2 separate regions of the Zea mays genome follow, and region 2 is linked to region 1. A link is a contact called in public Hi-C data. All regions are on one chromosome and are shown on one strand. The core of a region is the stretch at or near the end of the contact, and the rest is flanking DNA. Distances in the headings are between cores, read along the strand shown. Region 1 holds the start of LOC100274509. Region 2 holds the start of LOC100283618.

Region 1 (2,700 bases), core at 199-2,698:
ATGTGGCAGATCAGAACAACTCGCATTTCAACTGCTATGCAGGACTTCTTTAGTAATATGAATTGCAAAAGAGGAAACATATATCAAACTCTGTATGCCTTGCAGATACTTTTTTCCCCATGTCCGTTATCTAACAACGAGAAATCTAAATCTATATGAGCAGGAATTGGGCTACAACAGCTTTTGCTCATTTCAAGCTAAAACCTGACAAAGACCTCCGAATGCAACGGGTGGGTCTGAGCATCAGGCTCGCCGAAAAATATCTGGGTATTTGCTGAAGCTCTTTCCAGATGCGATATTTCTTTTTTAAGAAAATCAGGCAGCATATCTGAATGAACCTTGCGCAGTCCTTGAGGGTGATCCTCCTTGGGAGCAATCAGAAATAGTTTCTTCAGACTACTAGACTGTCTAAGCAGAAATGCTACTAGCTGCATCTCATTACGGTGCCCCTTGAAATTTGTCAGCTTGGCTAAGCGAAGGTTTTCTAATCCACCTTTTGGCGGGTCCTCCTCCTCCACCTTCAAGAAGTTCTCCGTGAATGCATCACCGGTGTTTGTCGGGAGCTGCATGTTCAGTGGAGCATGTTGAGAAACAGATCAGATACCCATAAACAAACAAAGCAATCGAATGCAGTTTTTCAAGAAGATAAGAAGAAGAAAAACAGAGACCTGCACAAAGAGGCGCTCTAACTGAGGACACGGGCAGGTCTTGAGGAAGCTATAGATGTCAGCAAGGTTGGAGTTGGCCATCCCGAACATGAGCAAATGAAGCTCCCTCAAGCCATGTAGGTTGCTCTCCATTACATCCTTGGCTGTGAAAGAAGAAACATACTGCAAGGCAAGGCGAACAAGTATAAGCGTAGAGGCGGTGAAATGGGCCGGAAGGAAATGGCGCAAACGCCTGAGCAAAAACCTGGAGAGCAATGCTGCAGAGGGTGAGGACAGTGAGGTTCGACAGGCGAGGAACTGCGTAGGGCAAGTTGGTGACTGGAAGGCCGGTCTCTGGCCCGCCGGAGCAGAGGTAGAGATGCTCGAGAGAGGCCTTGGCGCCGGATAGGATGTTGCTGGAGAGGAAGGCGCCGCTGAAGCGGAAGGACCGGAGGCGGGGAGCCACGGGGACCCGCAGCTCGGTGGTACGGGAGCAGTCGACGACGGTGAAGCTCCTGAGGTTGGGCACGCCGACGTTGGTGAAGTCGACGCGGCGCAGGCGGCGGCAGTAGCGGAGGTCAAGGTCCCGGAGGCGGGGACAGGCGGCGACCATCCGGCGCAGCGCGGCGTCGGTGAGGAAGACGGAGTGGAGGTGGACGACCTCGAGCGTGGCGACCATGGCGTTGTTGACGGCCGTGAGGTTGAGCCCGCGCACCGACAGGCGCACGAGCAGCGGGGACCCCATGGGGAACTGCAGGGTGAGCATGCCCGGGCGGCGCGTGCCGCCGCGCGAGCCGCGGCCGCCGGCGCCCGCGCCGCCGTCTACGCGGAGGTGCAGGTCCTCGGCCTCGCACGCCGCCGCGTAGTCGACGCAGCGCTTGAGGTCCGCCTGCGCGAGCTGCCCGCCGTGGAAGGCGAGCGAGAAGCCGTCGACGCGGCGCCGCCCGCGGCGGTCGATCACCGCGAGCGCGGCCGCGGTCGCCGCGGCGGCGGCGGCGCCGCCGCCCGGCGGGAGGCGGATGCTCACCGAGGACGGCTCCGGCCAGCGGTACGCCCAGAGGCGGCGCCAGCGCGAGGAGAGCGCGCCGGTGCGGATGGCCGATTTGAGCGGCAGCAGGCTCAGAATCTGCAGGCGCAGCACGTCGGGAAGGTCCGAGATGCGGTCCTCCTCCTCGGGCTCCTCGTGGGCCCCTCCTGTCCGGCGCCGCTTCTCGCCGCGCCCCGCCATTCCCCGCTCTTCCGCCGGTCTCGCCCCCTTATCGGCGCCGCATCGGGGGGAGGATTCCGGGGTAGGAGGGGTTCGGTCGGGCGCAGCTACAGAGGTGTGAGCAGGGACGGGAGGAAACGGAAGGGGGAGAGACGTGTGGAGGTGTCTCGCTCGCCGCCTGGCCGCCCGCCCGCTGCGGTGGCCTCTTCTTGTGCCTCGCTTCGGGTTTCCCCCCACCCCGCTCTCTCTGTCTGTCTCCCTGCGCCGTGCGTGCCGTGTTGCGTTGTGGCTGGCTGTTGGTGGGTGGTGCGCTGCGCGGGTCACCCGGCTCGCGCTCCTCCGGCCGCTCGCGTCGGACGGACCCCTTTGCGTTGCGTTTGCCCTGCGCCTTGTGGTGGGCTGCGACGTTGCTTTTCGCCGGGTCGCCGGCTGCGACGTTTTCACGCACACCACAAGAGCCCACACCACCCTCCTCATTTCTCAACCCCCTCCACTTTTTCGCTCTTCCTCTGACCGAACAAAGCAAATAATAAAATGCTGCTAGTTTTAGGCAACGAATCAAATACCTGCTACTTCTGCGGTGGCAAGAAATACTCCTTCCCTTCTATAGTGCTCCTGTTTGTTTTTTGGCTGAAATTTACTGTGTCTGTAATGCCTTTGGTAGCTCTTTATGACTTACGCGTAACGGCGTAACTTGTGTAGAGAAAAAAGGACGGCCAAAACAGTCGTCGAAGATGATTGAGGGCCTTTTTGGAGCGCAGAAGATTTCATGCAATTTGTGTAGAAAATTTATAGGAAATTAGGAATCGATTTTGTCGTCGAGGATATCACACCGCGATGTAGTTA
Region 2 (2,700 bases), core at 201-2,700, 280 kb before region 1:
GATTGATGAGTACGCGCCAGGCTTCAGCTCATCGGTGGTAGGCTACGATATGCTGACTCCGCCTGATCTTGAAAGAGAGTTCGGCCTAACAGGTAGATCTCTTTCCTCTCGATGTTTTTCATTTCACTGTACCTGTTGAAGAGCTTAGCGCGCTAAGAAAAACACGGTTCACATTTCACAGGGGGAAACATTTTCCACGGCGCAATGGGCTTGGATTCTCTCTTCCTCATGAGGCCTGCCAAGGGATGGTAATGTTTGCCCTATTGCATTGATCCTTTTTTCCTCCTTTTGCCGATCTTTGAAGCTTTCCATGTCGGAGGAATCCGTGGCTCTGGGGTCATGACTACTAGCATGTCTGCGCTTTGGAGCGCACAGGTCGGATTACAGAACTCCTGTGAAGGGGCTGTACCTCTGCGGGAGTGGCGCACACCCAGGTGGCGGGGTGATGGGCGCGCCAGGACGCAACGCCGCCGCCGTTGTTTTGGAGGACCACGTGAAGACAAAGTAGGTGTAGTGTAGCTCGCTGGAAACCAAGATGGCATTTTTATCATCAGGAGAAAATCTTTGATGCCATGGTGCTGTTTTAGTGCCTTTCTTTTCTTTTCCTTTTTGGAGAATTATTGTCGCAATCCATAGTCGGAGAACTTATATCATGTGAAGACTCGTGTAACAAATCCTCACTAACATTTCTGTCCCTGTCCGGCGGGAAATTGGAACTGTGGTAAAATGTGGACCCATCTCTTTGAACCACAAAGGCCCTATGGGCTTATTTTGTGATGAAACAACCAATGGCCGCTCGTTGGACATGAACCATCATAAGACAAAATGAACAAGCTGAGCATGGGCTATTGTCATCATCATAATTAGGTGATTAAGCCAACGCACATGCTATAGAAAGAATCATGCCACGTGGACTGCTCAAGTTGAAATTTTCTAGCAGTTACCCTCTCAAAAATAACACTCCATCCATTCTTTTTTTATTGTCGCATTTTAATTCAAAAATAAACTAGCGAATCGCAAATATTCGAGAACGGAGTTAGTACATTTGCATTAGTTATATTCAAATATGTTTAATAAAGATAAAATTTAAGTGGAACCCTCACTGAAAAAAAAGCTTTGGAGAAAAAAATCTTCCAAGCGGCAGCCCCAACATCCTTCAGTTAGCACTTAGCAAGCAAAGCATAGAGGTACTAACGGCGTGGCGTTCACCGATCAACTAACGGCATCCAATCACCAGCGTGGCAGCGAAAGCATGTGGTCGTGACGTTGACGCGAAGCATTGAACGGGCATCTCTCTCGGCTGCTCTCGAAAGCTCCGCGCTTGGCGTGGCGGAGCCGAGCCGAGGGCTGATCTCGTCCACACGGCACTAGGATTTCTCCTTCCCCTCCCGCTGCCGTTCACGTCCTCAATAAATACCCCACCCTACTCCATCTTCTCGTGTTGTTCGGCGCACGCGGAGACAGCCCGCGATCCCGATCCCGATCCTTCTTCACGCGAATCTCGACGATCCCCCCCTTCCTTCCTTCAAGGTACGGCGAATCGGCGATCATCCTCCCGCTTTCCCTTCTCCTCTAGGTATAATGATTTGTTATAGGTTATGGGGACTTTTGAGTCATCGGGTCGATCTGACGATTTGCTATGGGTGCTCTGAGTACTCGACCTGGGAACTGTGGGGCGCTTGTAGGCGGCGCAGAGTTGGGTCTCGTCGTTGTAATGATTCCATCGGCTCGTTGCGTAGGGTTTGATCTGCCTGTCGTTTTCTTTTCTTTTAATTAAATTTCTGATGCACAGTCATGTATTGATCTGGTTTGGTGTTCCTAGATGCGTGTAATAAATGGGGAAAAAACCATGTCGTAATAAAATCAATTTATTTTTAATAAAAAAAATCTGAATTCTGGCTCTAGTGAATAAATGGATAGAGCCTGGCTCTAATTCTGGTAAAATAAAAAGACAACGAGCTTAACTTCTTAATTGGTCAATTGGAAGGGTTCTCCGATCTAATTAGACGTTGAAAATATATTGCAAGATTACTTCACTTCTTTAAATTGCCAAGAAACCATAAATTTACCATTGTGATTGGGGCTACTTTTTTTTAACCTTTAGCCTTTGTGAAATTTAACCGAATCTGTTCATTTTGGTATTTGAGTGTTTTTAATGGATTAGAAATTCTTTCTTTTCATGTCTTACCAATTCAGTGGTGTAATTTCATCTAGATTCTGATCGTATCTAAGAGATCCTAGTTCTGTCGTTTTTTTAACATCCAGAAGGAGAGCACCCTCCACCTGGTGCTCCGCCTGAGGGGTGGCAATGGTAATGCAGATCTTTGTGAAGACCTTGACTGCCATGTATGATACCGTCTTTGAAGTATTTGTATTGTCTGTCGTGACTAAGTTTGTTTCGTGGACCGGTTGTCTTCTACCCTACCCAAAACTACAGTGTGGCAGCAAATGATGAATAAATGTGATGTTTGAATTTAAAAATATGTGCTGAATAATGTTGTTTTTTTGTTATGTCAGTTAATGTTACTAAATTGGCTAGCTTTTAAATTTTGTTTACTAGTGTTCGTCGCACCTACATCTTTGTACTGAATGTTTGCTTTAGGTTCTGACAAACTCATTTTGAGACTAGTTAAATACTTAGGACCTAAAATGAATGCAGTAAATATTTATCATATTTTCTATGAATTTGGTCAGACTTAA

The links. A called contact is a pair of places that touch in the nucleus more often than the background predicts.
Region 2: a contact with region 1 is called in a Hi-C map of leaf, with 7 times the contacts expected there. The contact joins the promoter of LOC100283618 here to the promoter of LOC100274509 in region 1. A contact is called at or near these places in 3 of 25 Hi-C or Micro-C datasets (bundle sheath and leaf).

What each region holds. Positions count from the first base shown.
Region 1 is chr5:84,193,290-84,195,989 of Zm-B73-REFERENCE-NAM-5.0, reverse strand. It overlaps LOC100274509, which reads right to left and starts at 1,448. Exons shown (of 3, transcript NM_001148867.1): 1 at 913-1,448; 2 at 669-830; 3 at 29-563. The coding sequence starts at 1,413. The coding sequence ends at 198.
Region 2 is chr5:84,478,184-84,480,883 of Zm-B73-REFERENCE-NAM-5.0, reverse strand. LOC100283618 reads left to right here and starts at 1,450. Exons shown (of 4, transcript NM_001371955.1): 1 at 1,450-1,530. LOC100272533 (pyridine nucleotide-disulfide oxidoreductase domain-containing protein 2) reads left to right here. Exons shown (of 16, transcript XM_020538433.2): 14 at 1-92; 15 at 182-248; 16 at 351-747. The coding sequence ends at 519.